2 separate regions of the Mus musculus genome follow, and region 2 is linked to region 1. A link is a contact called in public HiChIP or PLAC-seq data. All regions are on one chromosome and are shown on one strand. The core of a region is the stretch at or near the end of the contact, and the rest is flanking DNA. Distances in the headings are between cores, read along the strand shown. Region 1 holds the start of Gmeb1 (glucocorticoid modulatory element binding protein 1). Region 2 overlaps Phactr4 (phosphatase and actin regulator 4).

Evidence for each region. HiChIP or PLAC-seq counts read pairs in DNA pulled down with a chosen protein or histone mark.
Region 2: an H3K27ac HiChIP or PLAC-seq map of microglia shows a contact between it and region 1, with 9 times the contacts expected there. The contact joins the enhancer-like site here to the promoter of Gmeb1 in region 1. A contact is called at or near these places in 2 of 39 promoter capture datasets (frontonasal cranial neural crest and maxillary cranial neural crest), 3 of 115 datasets of contacts at active chromatin or transcription factors (double positive thymocytes, embryonic stem cells and microglia) and 3 of 9 other capture datasets (adipose tissue, liver and pancreatic islet).

Annotation. Positions count from the first base shown.
Region 1 is chr4:132,258,297-132,263,607 of GRCm38.p6, reverse strand. It overlaps Gmeb1 (glucocorticoid modulatory element binding protein 1), which reads left to right and starts at 2,059. Exons shown (of 10, transcript NM_020273.2): 1 at 2,059-2,117. It overlaps Gm28874 (a long non-coding RNA gene), which reads right to left. Exons shown (of 2, transcript XR_390809.4): 1 at 3,008-5,311.
Region 2 is chr4:132,379,932-132,384,974 of GRCm38.p6, reverse strand. The region is part of intron 3 of Phactr4 (phosphatase and actin regulator 4); the gene reads left to right. Among named protein-coding and RNA genes, the nearest start is that of Snhg3, 29 kb to the right of the region's middle. Within about 2 kb of position 2,489, at least 14 of the 459 cell types and tissues checked have an H3K27ac peak or open chromatin away from gene starts, as enhancers often do. A contact at or near this core is called in adipose tissue and microglia, where this site is marked.

The DNA.
Region 1 (5,311 bases), core at 810-3,309:
CCTAAGATCTTATTTCTTATTTATAACTGTATGTGTGTTTGTTCGCGTGAATGCAGTATCACCGGAGGCCAGAACAGGAGTTGGATCCCCTAGAGATAAGAGTTACAGGCAATAATGAGTCAACCCACATGAGTGCTGGGAACCTGACTCAGATCCTTAGCAAGAACAGTACACACCTTACTTGCTGAGCCATCTCTCCAGCCCCCAATGTTTCTTTTCGTGCTTGCTCAGTTAAAATGCTCTCACATCCAAAAAAGAAAAAAAAGAAAAGCTGGGCGTGGTGTCGCACGCCTTTAATCCCAGCACTTGGGAGGCAGAGGCAGGTGGATTTCTGAGTTTGAGACCAGCGTGGTCTACAAAGTGAGTTCCAGGACAGCCAGGACTACAGAGAAACCCTGTCTCAAAAAACCAAAAAAAGGGCTAGAGAGATGGCTCAGTGGTTAAGGGCACTGACTGCTTTTCCAGAGGTCCTGAGTTCAATTCCCAGGAACCACATGGTGGCTCACAACCATCTGTAATGGGATCTGATGCCCTCTTCTGGTGTGTCTGAAGACAATGACAGTGTATTCACATATATGAAATAAATAAATAAATTCTTAAAAAACAAAACAAGGGCTGCAGAGATGGCTCAGCAGTTAAGAACACTGACTGCTCTTTCAAAGGTCCTGAGTTCAAATTCCAGCAACCACATGGTGGCTCACAAGCATCTGTAACAATATCTGATGCCCTCTTCTGGAGTGTCTGAAGACAACAGTGTACTTACATATAATAAATCTTAAAAAAAAAAAACCCGCTCTCACACACTTATATATCTTTTTTAAAAATCACATTTAGAGTGGTGGCATACTCCTTTAATCCCAGCACTTGGGAGGCAAAGGCAGGCGGATTTCTGAGTTCGAGACCAGCCTGGTCTACAAAGTGAATTCCAGGACAGCCAGGGCTACACAGAAAACCCTGTCTCAATTAAAAAAAAAAAAAAAAAAAAAATCACTATGTAGGTTCGAGTGGTGGAACTCAGGTGGTCAGGAGCCTGCACCCAACGTGCCATCTCTACACACACACACACACACAGCCCACAACCTGCCCTTTGGAAGCAAAGAAGACAGATACAACACAATGTCTATAGGAAGAAAGATGGGAAATAACCCTTGTGGGTCTTCTGCACGTGTTCTACCTACCGACCTACTTCCCTCCTCACACCCCTCATCTCTACGTTTGGCTTGCTTTTTTTTTTTGAGACAAGGTCTCATTATGTAGCCACAGCTGGCCTAGAACCCACTATGTAGACCAGGCTAGACAGGAATTGTGGAATTAAAAGCGTGTACCACCAGCACGTGCCGACGTTCCTGTTTAACTTTCAAAGATGAGAATGAAAGAGTAAGGTGGCTCTGAGGAATTTATAAACCAAAAGCATCTAACCCCAAGGCCTGACCACATTGCCTTAAAGCTTGTCAGTTACTATTCCCCGGCCTCAGAAACTTGCCCAAGTACTTTTCAAGTATCATTTCATTGTACATGAACGACATGTACCTTTCGGGAAATAGGTGGCTTAGAGTTGTCAAGTCACTGCACAGTTGTTGTACCGGTTCCAAGGAAGTTCAAATTTGAACTCCGAACCCGGACAAGCAGGAAAACCTGCGCAAAGAGCCATGGTTTGGACGCGGGAAGGGGTTACTATCTATGCTCAGCAGCATCTTTTCATTCCACATTGGTAACCTGAAATCCTGATAAATTGTAAGCGTCAATAAAGAGGATTTGGAGAAAGAAAAGCCCTAGTCCTCCACAAGAGTCAGGGCGAGATGACCTCTGCATCTAAACCTTATTCAGTCCCCTGGGGCCTCCCGCGACTTCTCCAACACTGCCTTTCTAGGACCGAAGGCCTAAGCTCTCAGGCTCCCCTAAATCGCTAGGCTGAGGGGGGAGGTGTATCCCCTGCGCGGCCCGCAATAAGGACGCGTCCCCTTTAAGGCGCCGGCTCGCCCGCCGCGGCGGCCGGAAGTGCTGGAGCCCGGCTTGGCGGCGGCGGTGGCGGCGGCCGCCGTGGCGGCTTTGTGCGCATGCTCCGTCGCCCGCCCGCCCTGGCCGCTCGCCGCCCGCCCGCCCGCCCGACGGAGACGGTGAGGAGGGGGAGGGGTGGGCGCGCGGCGCGGCGAGGGCTGGGGGCGGGGGGGGGCGGGCGCGGGGGCCGCGCGGCGGCCGGCGACGGCGACGGCGAGGGCGAGGGCGAGGGCGGGCGGGCGCGCAGGGGGCGGGGGGCTGCTGCCTCCGCGGGCGCCTCCCCACGCCCTGTGCGTGCCGCCGCCGCCGCCGGGGAGCGAGCGGACGTCGCGGCGCCGCGGGGGGGGTGGGGGGACGCTGCCGCTGGGTCCGCCCGAGCCGCCGGGCCGCCCCCAGCGTGGCCGGCCGGGCCTAGGCTCCGGGTCCTACGAACCCCGTACTGGGCGGGGGTTGGGGGGGTGGGGAAGGCTCGGCGCCCCCGGACCGAGGGGCCCGGAAGTCCTCGCGGAGGGGCCAGGGGAATCCCTCCCCACCCCAAAAATACGGGGTTTGGGAGCTTGGGCCTTGCGCGGAGGAGCTGGGTCAGGCCTGGGTCGGGCCGGGTCGGGGGAGAGGGCGGCGTGCTGGGGTGGGGGTGGGGTGCAGGGAATAGGGTCAAGCCTTCGCCCGAGGGGAGAGGCCTGGGCCACCAGACCTGGAGAGGAGGAGGAGGAGGAGGAGGAGGAGGAAGGTCCTTTGGAGGGCTTAGGAGAGGAGGCAGCGTCCTTCCCAAGATGAAGGGCAGTAAGAAGGAGAAGGGTCCCCGTGAGGGCTTCAGAGTGGAGGGCCTCCGGTGGCTAGGTGGAGAGTAGGGTGGTTTCCTGCGTCAGGAGACGAGGGAAGCCTAAGGTTATGGGGTTAGTGAGAAGGTACTTGCTGGGAAGAGGGTACCCCTTGCTTTCAGAAATGACAGGGAATTGGCCAGGTGTCCTCGGTTTGAGAGGCAAGAGAAATGTGGGCAGAATCTTACCCGAGGGTCTTGACCTGGCTGTCCAAGGAGCAAGGAAACCCTGAGCTCTCAAAATGCGACCTGTTACTGACTCTAGGAGAACCAGGAAGTAGGGGTTTTCTCCACATCTGTACACTCTTGCCATCTGCCCAGCCCCCTTTCCTTGGCTAGTATTATGGAACGTTTTCATAAGAGCTTGGGCCTAACGCTTCTAATTTTTCAACCATATAATAACTTGTTTTTCTTTTATACTTAAGTTCATTGAGTAGGTGTATTTGAGCTTTGTTGGGTTAGTTTGGGCCCTGTTTTGATTTCTTACACTCTTAGAGGGGTGACTTTTAAAAACGTATTCCTTGATTCCTTCAAACACCTATATAGGAGTCTCCATCCAATCTGTGATTTATATAGAACTTCACTTCCTCTGGATACTTCCTGCAGAGTGAAATGACCTTGGGTTCATTATATCTGAGTTCACTTTGGCTGAACAACCAAGTGCATACGGTGGACTTAGTGAGTTTTGTGCTTAAGTAATAAAGTTGCAAATTGGAGACTTGTTGTTGGTTTTGGCTATTTATTTGAGACTGGGTTTCTCTGTGTGGCTCTGGCTGTTTTGGAACTGGCCTCCAATTGTTTAGGTATTTGAGACAGGGTATCTCTGTAGTCCTTACTGGCCTTGCACTCAAGAGATTTACCTGCCTCTGCCTTACGAGCGCTGGGATTAAGGGCATATGCCATCATTGCCTGGCTTTTGTTTGTTTCTTTTTGAGATAAAGTCTCCTTTTAGTTTGGCTGGTGTCAAACTCAAAAGAGATTTCACCTGCCTCTGCCTCCAAAATATGCCAGGCTGCTCTGTATGTTAGTTATTTGACACCGGGGCTCACTATGTAGCCCTGGCTGGCTTTGAACTTATGGTAGTCTTGCCTCAGATGCCCAGGTTCGTGCTTGTAGATGGGAGATGATCATACCAAGCACGTGCTTGCTTTTCTTTTCTTTTCTTTCTTTTTATTTTCTTGGCATCTTTCTCTGTAGCTCTGGTTTGACTGGCACTTGCCGTGTAGACCAGACCGACTTTACACTTGCATATCTTTCTGCTTCTGCCTCTCCTGGGCTAAGATTTTAAATTTAGATTTATTACCTGGCACGGTGGCACACGCTGTTCTTCCTGTCCTCACTCACTTGTAAAGCAGCAGCAGGCAGATATCCTAGTCTGAGGCCAACTACATTGCATGTTCCAGCCTGTGTCTCAAAACAACAGCAAAAATGTATATGTTCCTGTCACTGTCTGTGTGTGTATATTGGTGTGTCTGCCTGCCTGCCTGCCTTGCTGGTATACTTGTGGAGGTCAGAGGACAACACAGGATTTGAGTCTCTCCTTCCACTGCCTGTGTCCTTCAGATCAAACTCAGGTTTTTATGCTCCATAACAATAGCCTGTCTTTACCTTCTGAGCCATCTTGCAGGCAGGCACCCATCTCCTTTTTTTGTTTTTGTTTTTATTTTAAACAAAGGTTTTGTATAGTCTCAGCCTTCTTATGTAACTGAAGATGACCTTGAATCCCTAACACTTCTGCTTCTACCCCCAGAGTGCTGCTATGCCTTGTTCCTGCTCACTTTAAATATTCTTAAGTTTATAATGCTATATGCATAATGTTGGGAGGGGTGCCTGTGCCATGGTGTGCAGGTGGGTAGAGGCTGGAGGATTTTATGGAGTTGGTTCTCTCCGTTTATCTTTACATGAGGTTTAGAGTTATAACTCAGGTAACCAGGCTTTTTTTTTTTCTTCCCTGAAAATAATTGCAGAGCAGCAGCCGGTTAGCACTTGTCTGTAATCCCAGCTCTCTGTAGACTGAGCCAGGAGGATTGAAAGTTCAAGCCCAGCCTGGACTACTTAGTGAGACTTTTCTCTCAAATACCCAAGTAACTGAATGTGGAGGTTTTTGCCTTCATTCCCGAGCTTGGTAGAAGCTGGAGGCTCAATAGCACGAGGTCACCCACAGCTACATAGAGAGTTTGAGACCAGCCCAAAACTAAGCAAGGACTAAAAAGCAAACTACAGAGAAAACTGTTTTGCTGTAGGTTGACCCCATGGCTCATGCCAAGCCTCGGCCCTGAGCTGTACTACCCCTGCAATGCTTCTTTCTACATCCTTGACTAAATTTTATTAAAATTATGTCATGGTTTTGTACGTTCTCATAGAATTACAGAGCTCACAGCGGTGCCATCTCATGAGGGATATTGCAAGGCCTCCTCTGTGAGGTACCCATGGGATCAGCTCGCTCATCTCACCTCTGGAGTTTGTGTTGCTATACACAAGGGGCAGGCAGGT
Region 2 (5,043 bases), core at 1,240-3,739, 120 kb before region 1:
GTGGGTTCCAGGAATCAAACTCCATCTCTCAGGGGTGGCACCGTCTACCTTTACCCATTGAGCCATCTTGCTGGCCCCGTCTAGTTTTCATTTTGATGCAGGTTCTTACCAGGTTACACAGACTGCCTGAACCCGTGATAATCCTCCTGCCTCTCAGCTTTTGGAATAATTGAAACTTACAGGCCTGTTTCAGCAAGCCTGGCTGACACTTAGCATTCCGTAGCCTCATTCCCAGGTTGGTATTTTGATGGGTTTAAAGCTGTTCAGTAAAGACAAACTTAGTGCTGCACACTAAGGAACATAGGAAGGTCTAGCCTGGGGGGCTACGTGAGTTCTAGGCTAGTCAGAGCTACATTGTAAGACCCTCTCTCAAAAATAAATATAAAGCCAGGCGTGGTGGCGCACGCCTTTAATCCCAGCACTCGGGAGGCAGAGGCAGACAGATTTCTGAGTTCGAGGCCAGCCTGGTCTACAAAGTGAGTTCCAGGACAGCCAGGGCTATACAGAGAAACCCTGTCTCAGAAAACCAAATAAATAAATAAATAAATAAATAAATAAATAAATAAATAAATAAATAACAGGAACGGGTCTCAGAAAACCAAATAAATAAATAAATAAATAAATAAATAAATAAATAACAGGAACGGCTGGAGAGATGGCTTAGCAGTTAAAAGCACAGACTACTCTTCCGGAGGTCCTGAGTTCAATTCCCAGCAACCACATGGTGGCTCACAACCATCTGTAATGGGATCTGATGCCCTCTTCTGGTGTGTCTGAAGACAGTGACAGTGTACCCATACACATGAAATAAAATAAGAAAACAAAAACAGAAGAAAAATAAAAACAGGAACAGATGGGAATACTCGGTGAGGCTCCAGCCTCACTGTACAGTTCTTAGTGCTTCCTTTCTGCTTAGCCCACTTGCCATCAGCACGGCTCATCTGTAACTCCTTACTGCTGTGCCCTAGTTAAGCTGCAGTCATGTGAGTACAGCTTCCTTGGGAACTAGTACTTTCTCTGGAGATCGGGCTGATCTCAAACTCACAGAGGTCCACCTGCCTCTACCTCCCAAGTGCTAGGATTAGGGCATGCGCCACCGGTGCCTGCCTTGTTTGTTTTTTATATCTAGTTCTCGGTGTGGAACCCAGGGCCTTGGACATGCTGGGCAATCATGACTGTCAATGTAACTCCCAGCTCCAGCAAAGCATTTTGTTTTGTTTGGTCAGAGCCTTGTTGCCCTGGCTGGCCTAACACTGTACAGAATGTGCTGGCCTCCAGCGTGGCAGGCTTTCTCAGCCTCTTGGTCTCAGATGGGAATATGTGTTTTGTTTGAGGCAGTCTGTGTAGCCCGTGCTAATCTAAACCTTACTATGTAGATAAGGCTGTGCTGGGACTGATCCTCCTGCCTCCACCTCCCAAGTGCTAGTACTACAGGCATGTGGGACCACTCTCAGCTAAGTTTTTAGATGTAAAGTTAGTTTCCCTGTTCTTTTTTTTTCTTAAGAGCACAAATACTGTGAACTACTTTATTCTTTTATACTTATAACGCTAAGAGATATGTTGACCTTCCAACTGCTGAATTTCTGAGTTGTGTTTTCCAATTTAATGTTAGTTTTAGAGCGAAAAATATCTATGCGAAAACCAAGAGAAGAACTGGTTAAACGAGGGGTTCTGTTGGAGGACCCCGAGCAGGGTGAGTTCCAAACGATCAGCACACGGCTGTCTGTGCATTGCTCTCTGGCTGGGTCTCGCTCGCTAGGCTCTGAAATTGTTCCCTTTGCTTTACTCTTACTGGAGTCACGGTGGAGGAGCACTTTAAAAATAGTTCCCTGTTTCTTCCCAAATGCCTGGCTTCGCTCTTAAGCTGAAATAGGAAGATTGGTGAAGGGTCCTGGGAGCAAAGATTTTGTGTCTCTCTGTCTTCTTGAGATGAGTGTCTCCTGTAGTGGTGACAGTTATTTCAAGTTGCTGATTGATAGTTCTGACCCAGTTGCCTCCACCCTCATCTTCCTGTCGCATCAATAGCTTGCGGACGTTTCAGCACTCGTTGCTGGTTATCCTGTGAGATCTGTTATGGCTGTTGTGAAGCAGTGGGTTATAAACGTAAATCAGTAGTGTACCTGGGTGTTTGTCATTTCTCTCGAGTTTATCTTATGGAGCAGTTCACTGTGTTGGCAGAATTGCCATCCTGCTCCCGTCTTCTAAAAATAAAAAGTAGGCACTGGCCAGGCAGTGGTGGCACACGCCTTCAATCCCAGCACTTGGGAGACAGAGGCAGGCGGATCTCTGAGTCCAAGGCCAGCCTGGTCTACAGAGTGAGTTCCAGGACAGCCAGGGCTATACAAAGAAACCTTGCCTCAAAAGAAGGAGGAGGAGGAGGAAGAAGAAAAAGGGGGAGGAGAAGAAGAAGGGGAAGAGGAAGGGAAAAGAAGAGGAGGAGGAAGAGGAAGTTGTTTTTGGCAGTGTAAATCTGGCACAGTGATTGAGGGAACTTCCTGCTCTTACAGACAGGACTTAATTCCGAGTACCCACATCGTGTTTCACAGCCATTTGTAACTCTAGTCCCAGAACCATTTTTTGGCTTCCCCTAGTACCAGGCAAGCACGTGATATATGTACACACAGACAAAACTAATACTCTTTAAAACAAAACAACAACAACAGATGTTTCTGAAAATGAATAAAATCAAAAGTGCAGTGCCAGAGAGCTGGCTTGGCAAGAAAGGTACTGGCAGCAGAGAATTGATGCCCACAGATTGTCTGGTCTCAACACATGAGCCGTGGCATGAACCATGACAAAAGCATACTCACACACGTGCACACGTTCAGAAATAAATGTAATAGTTTTAAAAATAAATAAAAAGCTAGAAATGGTGGTTGTCTTAGTGAGGGTTTCTGTTTCCTGCACAAACATCATGATCAAGAAGCTCACACTTCCCACATTGCTGTTCATCCCCAAAGGAGGTCAGGACTGGAACTCAGGCAGGTCAGGAAGCAGGAGCTGATGCAGAGGCCATGGAGGGATGCTCCTTACTGGCTTACTCCCCCTGGCTTGCTCACTTGTTTTCTTATAGAACCCAAGACTACCAGCCTAGGGATGGCATCACCCACAATGGGCCATCCTGCCTTGATCACTAATTGAGAAAATGCCTTACAGCTGGATCTCACGGAGGCATTTCCTCAAGGGAAGCTCCTTTCTCTGTGATAACTCCAGCTTGTGTCAAGTTGACACATAAAACCAGCCAGTACAGTGGTACATACCTTTAGTCCCAGCACTTGGAAGACAGAGGCAGGCAGAGCTCTGTAAGTTCCAGGTCAGCCTGGTCTACATTATGAGTTCTAGGCTATTCTGGGATACACAGTGATACCTTGTCTCAAAAAAACAAAAGAAAATAAAAAATAAAATCTATAACTGGGCACAGTGGCACACATCTGTAATCCTAGGAGGCAATCAAAAGGATTACTCTAAGTTAAAAATCAGCCTGATAGAGAGAAAGCTCTAGACCAGTCAGGGACACATACTAGGATTGTCTGAAAAGCTAGCTTAATAATTAACCAATTCATTAACTTAATAAAAATACAGCCAGGTGTAGTAGCTCACACCTAATAGCCTAACAACACTAGGGAGACTCCAGGTTGATCCAATTCAAGGCTAGTCTAGGCTGCCTCAAAACAAAAAGGGGAAAAAAAATGTGTTACGGTTTCTTCAGAGGTACATTTATTACTTATTTGTCTCTTCTTCAATACTTGTAGTCCAAATTCCACTGTTTACTGGGCATGCTTGAAAGATACTGTCTAATCTCTTAGTGGGAGGGGGTGTGTCAGATAAGAGGAGCTGGTCTGTGAGAACTAACTCTAAAACTATCAAGAGATGAGCATATCTGTGTGTGCACACACAAATAAAAATAAAAATAAATCTTTCCCTGATGTCACTCAAAGCATTACTGTGAGAAGCCAGCAAGGACACTACACTTCCTGTGACAAGGAAGTGAGGCGTAGTCTCTGACCTCTTTCTTCATCATCTTCTGGTTTGGTTTTGGTTTTGTTTGTTTGTTTCAAGAAGTATTTATTTATTTTATGTATATGAGCACACTGTCACTCTCTTCAGACACACCAGAAGAGAAGAGGACATCGGATCCCATTACAGATGGTTGTGAGCCACCATGTGGTTGCTGGGAATTGAACGCAGGACCTCTGGAAGAGCAGTCAGTGCTCTTAACCACTGAGCCACTGAGCCATTGTTGCGCTCACGCACCCAGGGAGGACTCCTTATATACACCCCAGCACAGGGAAAAGCTTTGTGTCCTCCTGGGATTGGTCAGTCTGCCAGCAGAGTGCATGCAGGGATGTTCTTTACTGGCTTGCTTCCCCTGGCTTGCTCAGCCTGCTCTCTTATAGAACCAAGACTACCATCCCAGAGATGGTCCCACCCACAAGGGGCCTTTCCCCCTTGATCACTAATTGAGAAAATGCCTTACAGTTGGATTTCATGGAGGCATTTCCTCAACTGAAGCTCCTTTCTCTGTGATAACTCCAGCTGTGTCAAGTTGACACAAAACTAGCCAGTACAGTTATATTTCTTTATTTGTGTCTGGGTGTTTTGCTTGAATATATGTCTGTGCACAGTGTGCATACCTGATGTTCTTGGAAACCAGAAGAGCACATTGGATCCCCTGGGACTAGAGTTATAGATGGTTGTAAGCTGCCATGTGGGTGCTGAGAATTGAACTCAGGTCCTTTGGAAGAACAGCCAGTGTTCTTAACCACTGGGCCATTTCTTCAGCTCCTGACCCCACTATTTTCAACTCTTGTCTTCTAAAAAAAGTCTAAGAAACTGCAGGCCCTGGGGGTGGTTGTCTCACTGCACCATTACCTTTCTGTAGCAGTGTGTCATCGCCACAGGGCTTCTCGGAGCTGCCAGGCCAGTGGCCATCCCTGTAGTGTAGTGTGTCTGGAATTGCTGTGTGCATCATGTTATCACTGATGTATCCTTTAAGGCCCCCTGGCTCTCTAGACCTACTACCCTCAGTCACCCCTGCCGTTT